2 separate regions of the Lactuca sativa genome follow, and region 2 is linked to region 1. Evidence: chromatin contacts called from public Hi-C data. All regions are on one chromosome and are shown on one strand. The core of a region is the stretch at or near the end of the contact, and the rest is flanking DNA. Distances in the headings are between cores, read along the strand shown. Region 1 holds the start of LOC111905354. Region 2 holds the start of LOC111905357 (U11/U12 small nuclear ribonucleoprotein 65 kDa protein).

The links. A called contact is a pair of places that touch in the nucleus more often than the background predicts.
Region 2: a Hi-C map of seed shows a contact between it and region 1, with 4 times the contacts expected there. The contact joins the promoter of LOC111905357 here to the promoter of LOC111905354 in region 1. A contact is called at or near these places in 2 of 4 Hi-C or Micro-C datasets (leaf and seed).

The regions. Positions count from the first base shown.
Region 1 is chr6:54,144,816-54,152,466 of Lsat_Salinas_v11, forward strand. LOC111905354 reads left to right here and starts at 3,235. Exons shown (of 3, transcript XM_042895741.2): 1 at 3,235-3,464; 2 at 3,783-4,958; 3 at 5,059-5,329. The coding sequence starts at 3,893. The coding sequence ends at 4,954. LOC111905355 (histone-lysine N-methyltransferase ATXR4) reads left to right here. Exons shown (of 7, transcript XM_023901049.3): 5 at 1-16; 6 at 96-167; 7 at 260-441. The coding sequence ends at 378.
Region 2 is chr6:54,279,395-54,287,045 of Lsat_Salinas_v11, forward strand. LOC111905357 (U11/U12 small nuclear ribonucleoprotein 65 kDa protein) reads right to left here and starts at 3,570. Exons shown (of 13, transcript XM_023901051.3): 1 at 3,219-3,570; 2 at 2,646-3,050; 3 at 2,455-2,526; 4 at 2,143-2,370; 5 at 1,956-2,037; 6 at 1,724-1,879; 7 at 1,487-1,642; 8 at 1,238-1,408; 9 at 1,080-1,167; 10 at 937-995; 11 at 761-826; 12 at 569-667; 13 at 64-353. The coding sequence starts at 2,866. The coding sequence ends at 587.

The DNA.
Region 1 (7,651 bases), core at 1,985-4,484:
TATAATCATGACTGTGGTAAGACCTTGATATACACAAAATTATTATAAAATGAAAATTAGTATTTGATGTAGTTTCTTGATTTTCTATGATATAGATCCTAATTCGCACATAGTTTGGGTGGAAAATGTGGATGCACGATTGAAAGCTTTGAGAGACATTGAAGCAGGTCAGAGTCAGAGTCCAATACATGTCAAACACAGTATAAGATTTTGTCTGATGTCTATTATGTTATTAAGAAGTTGTTTGATGATGTGGCAGGTGAAGAGTTGCGGATATGTTACATTGATGCAAGTATGGATCGTGATGCTCGACAAAATATTTTGTCCAATGGGTTTGGATTTGAGTGTCGTTGCCCTCGTTGTTTGTTAAATGATTGATAATGTCAATAAATTTCTGTTGGACTATATGATTAATAATTGTTAAAGAAAATGTTACTCTCACCCATTACTTTCACAATAACTAAAATACTTGTGATGATAAGTGATAATCAACTTATACACTTTCATCTTCTTGAGATAACTAGGTTTTAGTTGAAAGTATCTCATGGAAAATGTGAAAACACATAAAAGAAAGTCTCTTGAGCTTATTAACGAGCAATCTCATATAGTTTTTCCTTTTCTTTTTTTTAAAAAGAAACTTTACTAGGCAAGTGGGTATGGGTCATTCTCTACATACCGTTTTTTGTTATCACATCACATGTCATGTCATTCTCCACATCATTTCATTTTTACAAAGAAATGGTCACTGCATAGTCACGGGTTGAATGTTTGGACCTCGAACTGGTTTGACAGAAATGGGTAGACCGTGGACTGGTTGTTGAGACTTACTGTGTCTGGGTTTTTCTGGTTTTTGTACCCGGGCCGGTATAACTTTAGGTGCATATGGTAGTGGTACAAGTCGTTGAAGCGCTACCGAAGTTAGTTTATTTGTTACGAGGCTTAGAACGATTATGTTTTTTTGGATTGATTGTTCGTTTTAGATTAAAAATATAATGTTTTGTTTAATTGTTTGTTTTAGATAAAAAAATAATTTATGATTGTTTATATCATTTGTTTGAACTTTGAATCAAATCTAACTTCATCTATAATACTATAACTTGCACACATGTCGATTGTCTCACGGTCTCACCCACAAATGTCGCAGCTTATGTAAGACTTATTGATAGATTTTTGTTGTGTGGTTTTTTTTTTTGTAACTTTTAATTTTTGATGTGCTTGAATCTGATTTGGGATGTGCATAGTGATCAGGAGGAGTAGGGATGAGAGTAAATGGTTTGTACCTCGACCAGCCTGCTTTGTATTCGGACCTTTTTCATGAATACAAAGAACCGAGAACCGGTCCTAATCTAATAAACTGGGTTTGGTCTCGATTTCGTCCAATCGGGAGGTCCAAATGCTTATCCCTACCACACAACACACCATTTTAATTTTCATGTCATTTTTTTTTTTCGTTTTTTAATAAATAAACTAAATAATTTTTTAAAATATAATTTTGTTGAACATAATATTTACACAAAAACAATACATTTTAATTGAAAATAAAGACATTACAAGACATTAAAAAAATATTACGATAAATAAAAAACATACAACGATAACCAATTTAAATTTTGCCCATAACATTTTCTCGAATCTTTGCCTTAGACGCTAGCAAAACCTCAAGATCTTTGGGCGCCAAACCTGTAGTTCTCATCCTTAGAATTATCAGATCATTGAAGAGTTCTTGTTGCTGTTGGGTTGCCTCTTCTCACTCTCTTTGTTTCTTCTCAACCCCCTTCTCGTCATCGAAGAATTTCTAAGTGCTCACGTCTCAATGCATTTCTCTCTTGTTGCACTACTACGCAGTGGCGTACCCATGATTTTGTATTAGGGTATGACAAATAATATATAAAATATGAACGAGTGACAAAATTCTTCAAGCGATAACAAAATATAACTATATATACATTCTTAACTAAATTGTTTATTTTAAGTTGCACATTATGCCGTCTTACATCATTAAAATAATCTAAAATGGATAGACATAGAAATAATGTATTCTCTTCTACTAATTTCAAGTTTTGAATGGAATATACCATATCATAATCCTAATTTTTTTATATAACAAATATATATATATATATATATATATATATATATATATATATATATATATATAAAACCTTAATTTTGTGTGGGTGGGCCAAGGCCCACTCTTGCCCTATATTTGCTACGCGCCTACGCCCTGCTACTATATGCTTCTTGAATTTCTCTTCTATATATGTCACAGGCTTCGATTTCCTTTCACTATCCTCTAAAAATTTTAGCCGCTTGCTTTGCCTTGTTCCTTCCCACCGGTTGCTGAGGGGAGACCTCTGCAAGTTCATCTAAAATTTCATTTGTCTCAATGTTAAGGTTGAAGTAAGTTCGTGTATCGGAAATGTCAACACGACTCGAATTTTGTGGCCTCTTCGATTGTGTTTCCGATGACGTTGGAATGTGAACCTATTTGGATATTTTTTTTGAAATCTCCCATGGTTTCTCAAAAATGAAAACATGGCCCATCTCCAATTGATACTGCACTTTTTTTTAGAAACAACTAACTTGAATTAAAAACAAAACTCTAGCAAGAAACTAGTCTTACTAGAGAAAAAAGAAAAACTTATAGATAGTTTAGAATTGATATTGCACTTTTACAGCTCTAAAAACAATTCCTACCGAGGGTTGTGTGGGTGGTGATTGCTGGTTGAAGGGTTGTTTGTGTTTGGAAATTTAGTATGGACATGATGAAAAGAAAAGATTTTGTTGGAAATTGGGTTGTTGCAATAAATATATGGTTAATTTTCCTAAATACTATCGTATAGTACATAGAAAAGTTAGACACAAGAATCAACAAACACCATTTCGTTATCTCTATTTGCACCATATATTTGCTATGAAAATTCAAGTTTTGCACCGATGTATGGTTTAGGTCTAGTAACATTAGGAGGTTTCGACTAACTATTTTGATTGTTGTATCGTGGCTTCGATTTGGTCCATATCGTTCGATTATGTTTTTCTTGTTTCCGTTTACATCATTCAAGTTTGGTTTACATCATTCAGGTTTGGTTTACAATAAACGTTAATATCTTATTTAATGAATAATTTTTTCATTTATGATAATGACCAAATCTGCAAATAGACAAAATCCCCAACTTTAAAATTATATAGACAAAGGAAAGCTACAACATAATAAAAAATTCCTCTTATAAAATGTAACATTCCACGACATCATATTCAGGTTTTTAAGTCCACCCGCCCTTGACGCATGTTAGTTGCGATAGTCGTCGAATTACAAATTTTGTTTCTAAAGTGTAATGAGATTTTGATAAACCCCAGCTCTGCTCGATTGAACCCTAGAACATCCTCATTTCTTCCGAATACTAACTGGAAACCTAACGACGATGATGATCGATTTCTTCTCTTATGGAAACGAGGTCCTACAGGTTTTTTTCTCATCACCTTCGTCAATATCGCTTCTTATGTACATCTTTCGTTTATTTATTTCATCTTGAGAGTTCACGATGTGAAATTGCCCTTCTTATCTTGCAATTCGACACAAATGTCTGTTGATCGAATCATAAATTATGCAATTTCGTTTTGTATTTAATCTTGCAGTATATGCATCGAGTCTTTATGAGAATTCGATAGCGTTAATGTGTACACACCCATTCTTTTATTGAATTTAATCCCATGGATCGATTATAGATTCTAGATATGATCGATATAACTCCTAGTTTACATCAGTTAACCTTGCGTTTCAGAATCCATGTTGTAAGAAGATGAACAGCTTGTAATATATACTATTTTGCATCAGAAGGCGATAGAGTTGGCAACAAACGCGTATAGGAAACAGTCTGAAGATGATGAACAAATGACAAGAAAGAAACAGAAAGTTGACTGCTTTGATTTTCTTTCAGACGATATCCTTATAGAAATCCTCAAAAGACTTCCTGATGATTTCCTTCGTTATAAAGCTAAGCACATTTGCAGACGATTTTTCAATGTAATCACCAATGGGCTCTTACTAGACCACACTTCCTTTATCTTCCAAGAATTCGGTAAACCCACAGTGCGACATGTAGACATAAGAGAAGAACAACAAGAGCTAGAACTAAAAGAGAAAAACCTGGATTTACCTAAGAAAGGATGGGTAATGTCATGGTGTAACGAGTTTCTTCTGATAACAAATCAAGAAAGAAAAGAATACGTTTTTAACCTAATCACAAAGGAAGGATCATATCTTCCTTCATGCACATATTGTAGAGGACGCTACACCTACGAATGTGGAGTTTCCCTTTCCTTTGATGGATTTAAAGGAGTATACAAAGTGCTTCACATGTTTATAGGTCCACCAATGCAATGCCATATTCTTATCTTGAAAAGAAACATTCTCTCTCGTTTCTCCTCAAAGTGGAAAAAGATTGAAATTCCTTCTTGCATGGATGAAGGGTGGGGTTCTTGGGGTTACCCAGTTTCAGTTCAAGCGAGATACATTCACTGGGATGTTCATGGTGATGGAGGGTACCTGGTTTCCATGGATATGGTGAAAGAGAAGATGATCCGAATGAGTCTTCCTATACCTGAATTTAGTTTCAGATACACTGTTTTTGAAATGGGTGGTTTTCTCACTCTTATTCATCAAGTTTCCTTTGAACAAACTGACATGTGGATTTTAAAAGATTTTGAGAAGATGAAGTGGGAGAAGTTGGAGTTAACTGTTCCGAATTGCTTTTTTGGAGAATACGATGATTTTCTTATAACGCCTATGTCTAGCTTGATAAGTAAGAGATATATGATGTGCATAAAAACTGCTATTCGGAATTGTGGTGTGTGTAGTTATGATCTGAAACATGGAGTTGTGAAAAAACTAGACATTGACTTCGGACAAAATGATCGTTGTGTGGTTTATTCATCATCACCAAGTTTTATATAGTCAGGTATTGGTTAATTTTGGTGTGATAATTTGATGCGTTTTGTTATGGCGTTATCTTTTTGTCTAATATCACATTATGTTTTTTTGTATATTTTTATGTGCAGAAAGTTAGATAAAGTGAACATTAATTGTTTTTGCAAAGTGAGAGGGTTGAATCGCTGAAGCACAAACCAAGTTTTTTCTATCGAATCTGAGGGATTTCTAATTGCAAAATTTTGCTCTATCTTGTTATCTTGTATATAAAATTTGATAATTTGAATGTAAAGTTCAGAAATTTGAACACCCGTTTATGGTTTTTGCCATGGGTGTTGTAGCACATTGGTCTTGACTCCCTTCTTTCTAGTCTCAAACCAAAGCATAAAAACTAATCAAAGTTTGAAATTCAAATATTAGTAGTGAACTTCAAATTCAAAGCAATTTTAACTTATGGAAAATATGAAAATCCGACAAAAATGCAGAGCAATTATAATCAAAGGAAAAAATGGAAATCCGACAAAAGTTCATAGCATAGAAACACGAGAATACTAACGAAATTCAAAAGTTGCTATTGGGTTAAAGATGCTTCAAGAATTTAACTTGGGTTGCTATTGTTGATGTTGATTGTTTTGATTGGCCGAGTTATCATTCATTCTTGATTTTAGGAGGCAATGAAAATGGTAAAGTAAACAGTGTAACATTGAATTTTAGTGACATAATCACTGTTATATAATTTTTCATATTGACATAGATTGAGGGAACGTGGGGAAGAATAAAACGAAATATAAGGATTGGAGGTTGAAGAAGAGCATGAGGAGTTGAGGACAAATTTAGCGTATATTTTTTATCCTTGTGTATATTTCAAATTTTCCATTTTGGTCTATAATTTAGCGTAAGGACCAATGAGGTCAAAATTGGTGAAAAAAAAGGAATTTAAAATTGTAAAATGAGTAACTAAAGTTCATTAAAATAGATGAAATATGTTTCTTTTTTTGGTATTAAATATTGAACTAATAAAATCTATTGATATAAATATCTACGTGGATAAAAGGTTTTTGATATAAATGTTGTTTCTTTGTTAAACCGAATAAATTGACTGAATCATTTGATTATTTTATGAGTTAATGACTATAAAATGAATATAAAGGTTTAAGAGGTAGTATATGGTTTTACATTTTTTTTATCATGAGTTGATAATTCTTTTGGGTAATTTTCTAAGAATAGAGTTTTTCGAATTTGTTCTAATATTGAGGAATTAAGGTTGTAATGGATGGAATTGATTAAAATTGCGAGTAATTATAAATACCAACGTTCTTTTTTTTAACAAAAAATAGCAAAAAGAAAAAAAAATCTCATTATTGGTAACCAAATATGTAATATTTTTCCTACCAAAGGGACCATTATTGTAATATATTTCTACCAAAGGATCCAACTATGTAATATTTTTTCTAGCAACAAGAACCAATTTTATAATATTTTTTCTAGCAAGGACCAATTTTATAATCTTTTTCTGCCACATGACGAGTTATTTTTTTTTTCTTCCACTTTGGTAAAATACTTATATGTTTATTAATTTTATAACAACATTCCAGCTGTTGAATGAAAATAGGCATAGTAAAAAGCTAAAAACAATTTGAAAGGATAAAAATTCTTGACTTTCGATAAAATATATGAATATCATCCATAAAATATTTTATATTTTATGCTTATTAATTTTATAACAACAAAATTATGGCTTTTGAAAACTAATGAAACATAAATTAAACATTCCGTTCAAGGAAGTCAATTGGTAGGAGTTTTTAAACAAGTTAGCAAAATTTGACAAATGCAAGTGATCACCAGCCTAGCTGGTTGTGATGCATCCTGGGTTATAGGCCTCAGTGGGTGAGGTCAAGAGTTCTACTCTTGGCTGAACACATTTGGGGGATTTTCCCTGGATTGGCGTGGGTTCGATTCTTCGTTCCCTTTGGTGGTGAGTGGTGCCCCTCTTGGTGGCCCGCCAGACATTCCTGATCCATCGGGTCGGGTTACCCTTTATTTGCCGGTTCAAAAAAAAAAACAAAATTTGACAAATTGTTTTTTTTATACATGTATGACGCTAAAAAAGTAGGATGTTAAAAAAAATGGTAGAAAGGTATGATGCTGAAAATCGATTAAAACATTGATTATCATCTTAAGTAGGATGTTATAACTAACATTTCTAAGAAAGTAGAATGTTAATTTTGTACACTAGGATGTTTTAACTAACAATTCAAGAGTAAGATGATATAATCGACATTTTTAAAAATCAATTTGTTTCTACTCCAACAACATACTCCAAGAGCAAAAGATTAAAAGACCAACATAATTACAAAATTAGGAAAAATGACATTATCGAAAAATTTTATTGTTAGTTTCACTGTCACAACTAGCAAATTTGGCTAGGAAATTCTATAATTATGTAAACATTATCAATGACAACAATTGTAACCATGACTTGAAAACATGACTTATGAATATTCAATGACAACAACTTCCGTTAAAAATCCAAATGAAAGAGCAAAGCTCAATACAAACACTTCAAATGGTCAATGATAGATTTGAAACCCTAAAAATTCTGGTTTAAGTCCATTATGGACTAGGATTTTCTTATTGGGCCTAATGGACCAATAAGCCTCCAATTTGACTATTTTGGGCTTAGAACTCTTAAATGAGCTCTAATTGGACCTACTTTCATGAAAC
Region 2 (7,651 bases), core at 2,320-4,819, 130 kb after region 1:
AGGAATCTCTATTTTGCTTGATGAAATACTTGTTAAAATCAACTAGCATTGTTTTCACACAACTTTGTAGAGAATTTGTTTTTGGACCAATAATAATTAACATGTAAACTAGAGATATACAATAATACAAACCATGAGTTAAAAGTTAAAACATCATACTAGAAAATGAACATCCTATAAAACTCATGGGGGCAAAATGTAAATATTAGAACGAGATGAAATTCATGCGTCAGGACCACGATAAATAGATAAGGTCCTATATGGTAGATGGAGATGCACGTGACCGACCCCTTCATCACCCACGTGGATCCACATACGTTAAAGCTTGAGAATGTAAATTGACGCTATTACCCCTGTGTTGAAAAAGAAGTGGATGTTATTTGGATAAAACTCATATGAACACAAAGGAGAGACATAAACTGATAATCACTATGACCTTTTGTCACCTTTATTCGTACAAAACCTAATTTTCATGGTAGGCATGTGTTCATGTCAAAATCACTTTTGCATAAAGTTGAAAAAGTATTATTTTTTTTTTTAAAAAGTGTCGAATTTAATTCGTACAAACCTATTTTTTAATCGGGTTTTATGTTTTGCTAGCTGAAGTATTCCGGCCAAACTGAATGATCATTGGCTTGCTTTTAAACACAAATCCATTTACTAAATTCTGCAAAAAAAAATAATAATAATAATTACTTCAAGTATTCATATTAAAAAATAACAAAACTAATTCCAACTAAAAAGAAATTGAAAAGCGTACAAGAGCACGATGAGCAATGTCAATTGATGGGAATGTTACAAATGCTTGACCCCTCATTCTTCCCTCCTGAAACCCAAAAACAAGTTTGACTTTATTTGACTTGAAATATGAGATTTCCAATTATAAGAAATTTGAATGAATTTATGAAATACTAATTTTGAACTGTTATTTGTTACCTGCATTAACTTCACAGAAAGATTTGTTTTAGCTGTTTCAATGCTTCCAAAGAATGAACCTACAGAATAAGGTAATGGAATGGAATCAATCATTACATTCCATTGTTATGTTCAATTCCATTCCCTCTTTGATCACTGCTTACCAAAGACAAAATAGAAGTCATCTACAACCACATCTTTTGACAAGTTTTTTATGTACAACACAGGAGCAGGATTTCCAGCATTATAATTCTGCAAAAAAGTAAAACCTACAATAAATATAAATCTTATTTACTCTACAAAAAGTAAAATTACAGTTTACCTTAAACATTGGAAGTGATAAAATTTCTTCAGGGGGTAATTTTCCATGCTCTAAATCTTCAACACTAGCAAAAGAATTACTACTTAAATTCTCATTCTCCACCTCCTCTACATCTTCTGTTATTCCATCATCTATTTGTTCAGTTTGAGTTTGTTTAGGAGTAATTTTAATCTGTAACAAAAAAGAAACATAACAAGTAAAAAAAAAAGATATTAAACAAAGTGTTAATAGTAAATAGTAAATAAAAACCTGCAACACAGGATTCTTCTTTTTTATCAATGGAATCTCTTTAGGAACTAAAGTTGCAGCTCTCAATCCAACAGCTTCATGTGCTACATCCTTGTCAACAGCGGGACCCACAATGGATTCCCGTTTTATACGCTTTCTCCTACCTCCAACATTTTCCTAAAAATGTATAAATAAAGTATTTGTGAAATTATAATTATAATTATATTGACATGAAAATGGAATTAGACAATTAGTTACCTCATCTGAAGACTCCAATTCTGATTCACCACTTGAGAGATGTGCAACTACAGGAGGGGGTGGGGGTGGGGATGGGTGGGTAGGGGGTAGGGGTGGGGTGGGTAGTGCTGCACGAAATGGGGCTGGAATATTCATTTTGTTCATCAAATGCAACACCTATAAAGAAACAAGTGATATAAATAATTATTGTATTATAACATAAAATGACAAATTTAGGCATGAAAAATATCACCTGTGTGTAGAAGCGAGGAACAGCAATGAGAGCATTTAAAATGTTGGTCAGGATATTCCCATCTGGTGGAGGGTATGCATATCTGAAGTTAAGTAATTAATTTAGTTTAATAATTAAAAAAAAGAAAAGAACTTTACAAATGTTAGTTAATATACAAAGATTAAAAATTAAAACAAGGAAAACTTACTCAAGGTGAGGAGGAAAAGGGTACTCCACACCAAGTTTTTCAGCAATAGGTTCAAATGCTGACGTGGACTTGGTCACTGATTCTTGCTTCAAATCTTTGGCCACATCAGCTTCATCCTTTGCTGACATGGCGTTGTTCCCTAACTTTGGTTTGTTTTGCTGAGTTTTAGTATCATGTGGTGATGTTGTAGCTCTCTCAACTGACAAGACTTTACCAAGAAAACGTAACCTGATTGGATATTAAGCAGCTATATAACTTAAAATTTTATAAAGATATAAAAATTTATAAGCTTTGAATTAGTTAATTAATTACCCATTTAATTGGCGTTGTGCTTGAGTGGCTAAACCTTCATTATTGAAATCAACAAATGCACAGTTCCTCATCCTGCATTAATAAGACTCATGTCAATTAACTGAAATCAAGAAAACATTAAGTTAAGATTATTTTATCTTTCAAGTTTCAACAGTTGACAATGAAGCTATGAAAAATGTGAATCACAGTACCTTCCAGTAGTGCATGGACGAACAGAAGAAGCACCATAATGGGAAAAAAGACGGGTGAGGGTATCATGGGGAATAGCTTCAGGAAGATGACGTATCAAGAGTGTAGTAGATGTTTCTTTTTCTGGTGGTTTTGTTGAAACTTCGCCCATGTTTTGAAATGCATAATTGTATATCCCTTGAGGATTATTAGGTAGTGGTTGAAAAGGTGGAACATTTGCCATTAGAGCGTCTGCAGTGATGAGTCCAATTATAAGTTGTTGTTTTTAAAGCTTTGGTTGAATTGAATCGCATATACAGAAAGAGAGAAGAACATGAATCGGATGTCTAATGCGCGAGCATCAAAATCAAAACCCTACTCAATTGATTCTCATGGACAATACGTCGAACACCTTGTGTGCCCCTGTTCTATCAACCCACAAAAAATATATCACAAGCAAGGAAAAAACCCTAACTTGAAACGCAAATTATACATCATGCAGAACACATCCCCATTCCCAATACCACCACCATCCCACCAAACTAGTTACAATTTCTGAGAAAGAAAATTAGCGGGAATTTGAATTTGGGGCGTACCTGTAAAACACAGTCGAAGCTTATTTTCTTAACAAATTTCCACCCAGATGGCCAAATAGCAAATTGAGTGTCTGTTGATCAAAATATACAGCTAACGGTAGAAATGTAGAATCAAGAAGACAGAAAGGGAACACGAGACTGACGAGAGCAGTCGAGCTCGAGCACAATGCTAGACTACGGGCCTTAGGCCTAAGACTCAGCAGATTTCAATATTTCATAATCAAGATCAGCCCAAATTGGTTTCTTCTAGAGTGGGCTTATTGGAACCCCAATCGGAATACGAAAGTCTGAACTTGGCAATCAATCATTTTCCTCTTCCCCACAAAAATGTACATCGAACTTGAAAGCCATGATTTTTCTAAAAGTCAGCATGCATTTAGGGGTATTTGGTATTCGGGTTAATGATTGAAAATAATTACTGTATTTTATATGCAACAGTTATGTACTTATATACTTGTATAATAGAAATGGATATACAATATATAACGTTTCGATTGTTTGGTAAATTTTGGTAGAGAATTAATAGATAAAATTATAACTTAAAATATTCTTGTATATTGTTGAGTTATTTAGATTTAAGTTATGATTATTAAGTTTTTATTAATTATAACAATATTTTCTTGGGATGTTAACCGAACTAGTCCTTATAAACCAATCATTAACAAAATTATTTTTTTTTTCAGTTTTTGGAAAATGGTCCCATTTTCTAGAGCGTCACATTTCGAAGTAGTTACGGTAGTTCCAGAATTGATGAGTGGTTGGTGAGATTTGAGTCTTTGACTTAAAATTTGAAATTAGAAAGCATACATTCCAAATTGACATTGTGCATTTCGGACTATCTTTGTACATTTCGGACAAATTCTGGAATCTTTTGACAACACATCCTTTGTTTTCTATATTTCTTTCACTTACAACTAAGAATTTGGAATTGCTTTTTCTAACATTTGAAAATGAGTTCCTCAAATGCATGGAAAAAGCTTTGTGAGTACCTGTTTGCTTTTATAATCTTAAAAGAACTAACCGGAAAACTTTTACCAACATCAAGAAAGATGTTACGGACCATTTTTAGTTATGTTTTATGGCTCTAGGATGTGTTGTAAAATACTTTTCTAGTTTTCTAAGATATAAATTGTTTAATTGCAGTTATAAATTTTGTTACAATTGATGTTGCAAAAAATATAGATTTATACATTTTTGAGTTGACTTTACCGATGATTTACATAGATGCTCAATGTTCATATCGGGTTTCGTGGACAAAAACCATTAGACCATGCCTATAGTGTTTTGGTTTGGGCATGTCACATAGTTTCGAATGTATTAGGGATGTTAGGGGTGTAGCGGCCATAACTAATGTTTGAGTAGCATCATTCATGACAACCATAACAAATTATATATGATTGTTTAAAATCATATTATACTTTCTTTATATGTGATACCCACGAGTGCTTCGGACTTGCATACAGTGCAAACAAGCATTGTCTATGTTAACTTCAAACAACTACATGTAGCTTTCCATTAAGTCAAACGTAATATTCAACAACTTTAGGTCATTCATGTAGTGTTATACTCGTCTACCTTGATTTTTGATTCCGAAAAACTCTTGTATATCTTTGGACATTGTAATCATTAGAATTTGCATATTATAAAGCACTACTTTCTACCTTCCTTGGCTTCTGAAATCGGTAATGGGATTTTCAATACCAACGATCGATCTTGTACACGGTAAAATTCACGAATCATTTCTAACGTAGTCCTATCAGCAAGACCCTATTGTTTAACATCAACGTGTATAACTTAATATTGATGGAGGTGACGTGACAGTGAATGTTGAATATTGCATATTGTGATAAAAAAAAAAAGATAGAATTTTTTAACACAATGATATGGTTCCAAAAATAATTAAACTTATAAAGCGGTAACTAGTCCATGGAGTTATCAACGTCCAAAAACATGTCACACTAATATAAAATAATAGTTTTCTCCAATATTTGTCGGCTTTCGTTTTATGGAATTTCTTTTTGCTTTCAGTTTAATCTTTTAATGTTTTCTTTGATTTTCTTCTTACTTTCATGTTTGGCAGCGGTGAGTGTAGCTTTTTTATTGTCAAATCCCATATTTCTCTCTCTCTCTCTCTCTCTCTCTCTCTCTCTCTCTATATATATATATATATATATATATATATATATATATATATATATATATAGAGAGAGAGAGAGAGAGTTAGGCTCAAATGTTTTCACTATCTGTTATGTGCATGTATGATTGATTCTGGACCAATCATTTTAGTTATTTTAAGAAAGTAATTAATACATATTAAATGCGGAAGATGTAATTAATACTCATTATATCTTCAACATGTAATATGCATTAATTATTTTCTTAAAATAACTAAAATGATTGGTCCAGAATCAATCATACATGCACACAATAGATAGTGAAAACAAAATAACCTAACTATATATATATATATATATATATATATATATATATATATATATATATATATATATATTAAAATTCTCCTACCTTAGCTACAGTAACTTTGTTAAAGATTTGATAAAAATGGTCTTTCCTTTATATATATAGTTGTGTCTCATTTTAACTTCGCTAAGGATTTGGCAAAAAAGATCCTTTTTTTATATATACATGCTTTTTGTCAATTTTGCCCCTATTCTTTAGTCATTTTGACACATTTTGTCCTTCCAATCAAAATTTTTACATTTTTTAGAAACCTTTTAACATTCAAAGTTTGGCCACAAAATTTTAAGGAATTGACAACTTCGGCCCCTTTTCTAAAAACTTTCTAATTTCAACCCTTTAATTTTTTAGTCATTTTGACATTTTTGGTCCTTACAGTCTAAATTTTTATATTTTTTTTTCATAAAAAACACACAAAACGGTCCGGGGCAAAGTCCGGGTTTGTCCTCATATTTAACTTTTATTGTTTTTTCCTGTCCGTTGCACTTTCTGCCGGCTCTCATTTTCTTTTTTTGGTATATTTTTAATATATTGGTCCGCATATTTATTTTATTGTTTTTTTATGCCTCTACATATCCGTCTCCGTCTGTGAAAATTAGGGGTCGAATTATCACACCTGCGACTTTTAACAAAAATAACACTCAAATCAGACGCACACGGCCCATGCGGAGCATGGGCAACATATTGTGACATCCCCCTTTTCACGGCCAGAAAAGACCGATTTTTGTTTATACTTTATAAAAATCAGAGTATCTCTTTCAATAAAAACGTTGCGGAATTTGTTCCCAGAAAAACATGATAATTTCATTATCAAAGCATTTCCGAAAAAATGTATTTTTATTCCTTTAAAAACATTTGGGATGTCATCGTCAATACAGAAACATAAGCATAAACAGAACTTACATTCATTTTACACTAGTGACCTATATCTCCTTAATCTCTCAGTGTAATGTAACTTCACATCGTCACCTGTGATACAAGTAAACTGAGTGGGTCAGGTTGGTAACCTGGTGAGTACATAGGGTTTTCAACCCACAATAATACAATTATTATGTTTAATCATCAAACAATTAACCCAATTATTCATCCCCGTTATCTTCTTTATTCCTAAGTACCTTCCCTAAGGATTTATCCTAAGGGACGTCTCCTACATCATATTTACCTCTCGTCTCCTTACATCGCATTTCCTTATATGTTTGTTCCTAAGGACTCTCCCTAAGGATCATTACCTACATCGCGTAGACAATATTGATTCAGGGATTACTTCCTCAATACATGCCCAACAAGGGTTAGGGTATCATCGCATGAATACGTAGTTACAACATCGCCTGAACTCGTAATTCATAGTAAGGGGTTAGAGTATCATCGCATGAATACGTAGTTACAACATCGCCTGAACTCGTAATTCATCACCTACAGGTTATGAGCCTGCTGGTGTTTCCATGGGGTTGTCTATAATAGTCCGTGGTCACCATCTATACTCTGGTAGATGACTACATCTCCAAATTATCGACGGACAAGGTTATAGTATCTTTCATCCTACATCATCGATTCATTATCACCTATCTATCCTCACCTAATTATCATCACCTTTCTATCATCACCTATCTCTCATCACTACAAGAAAAATAGCCTTTAATGACGCGCAAACAATGACACTCGCTGATTCACGTTACGCATTTTTGGGCGTCCTTAAAAATATTGTCAGACTTCCAAAATTTGAAGGATAGTGGACACGCATTTTTGCGTGCCCTTAAATTAGTGTTTCAAGAAAAAAAATTAAAAACACGGAGGGCGCTTTATCTTAAGCGTGCGTCTTCTGTAGGTGTCGCTTTATAATTTTAAGGAAACGCGCCTTGAGAAGATAACGGGGGGAAACGAAACCCTAAAATTTTGAAAACCCGCCTTTCTTTTCTACCTTCTTTTCTTCATCTTCACAATCGAATCTCCCCTTT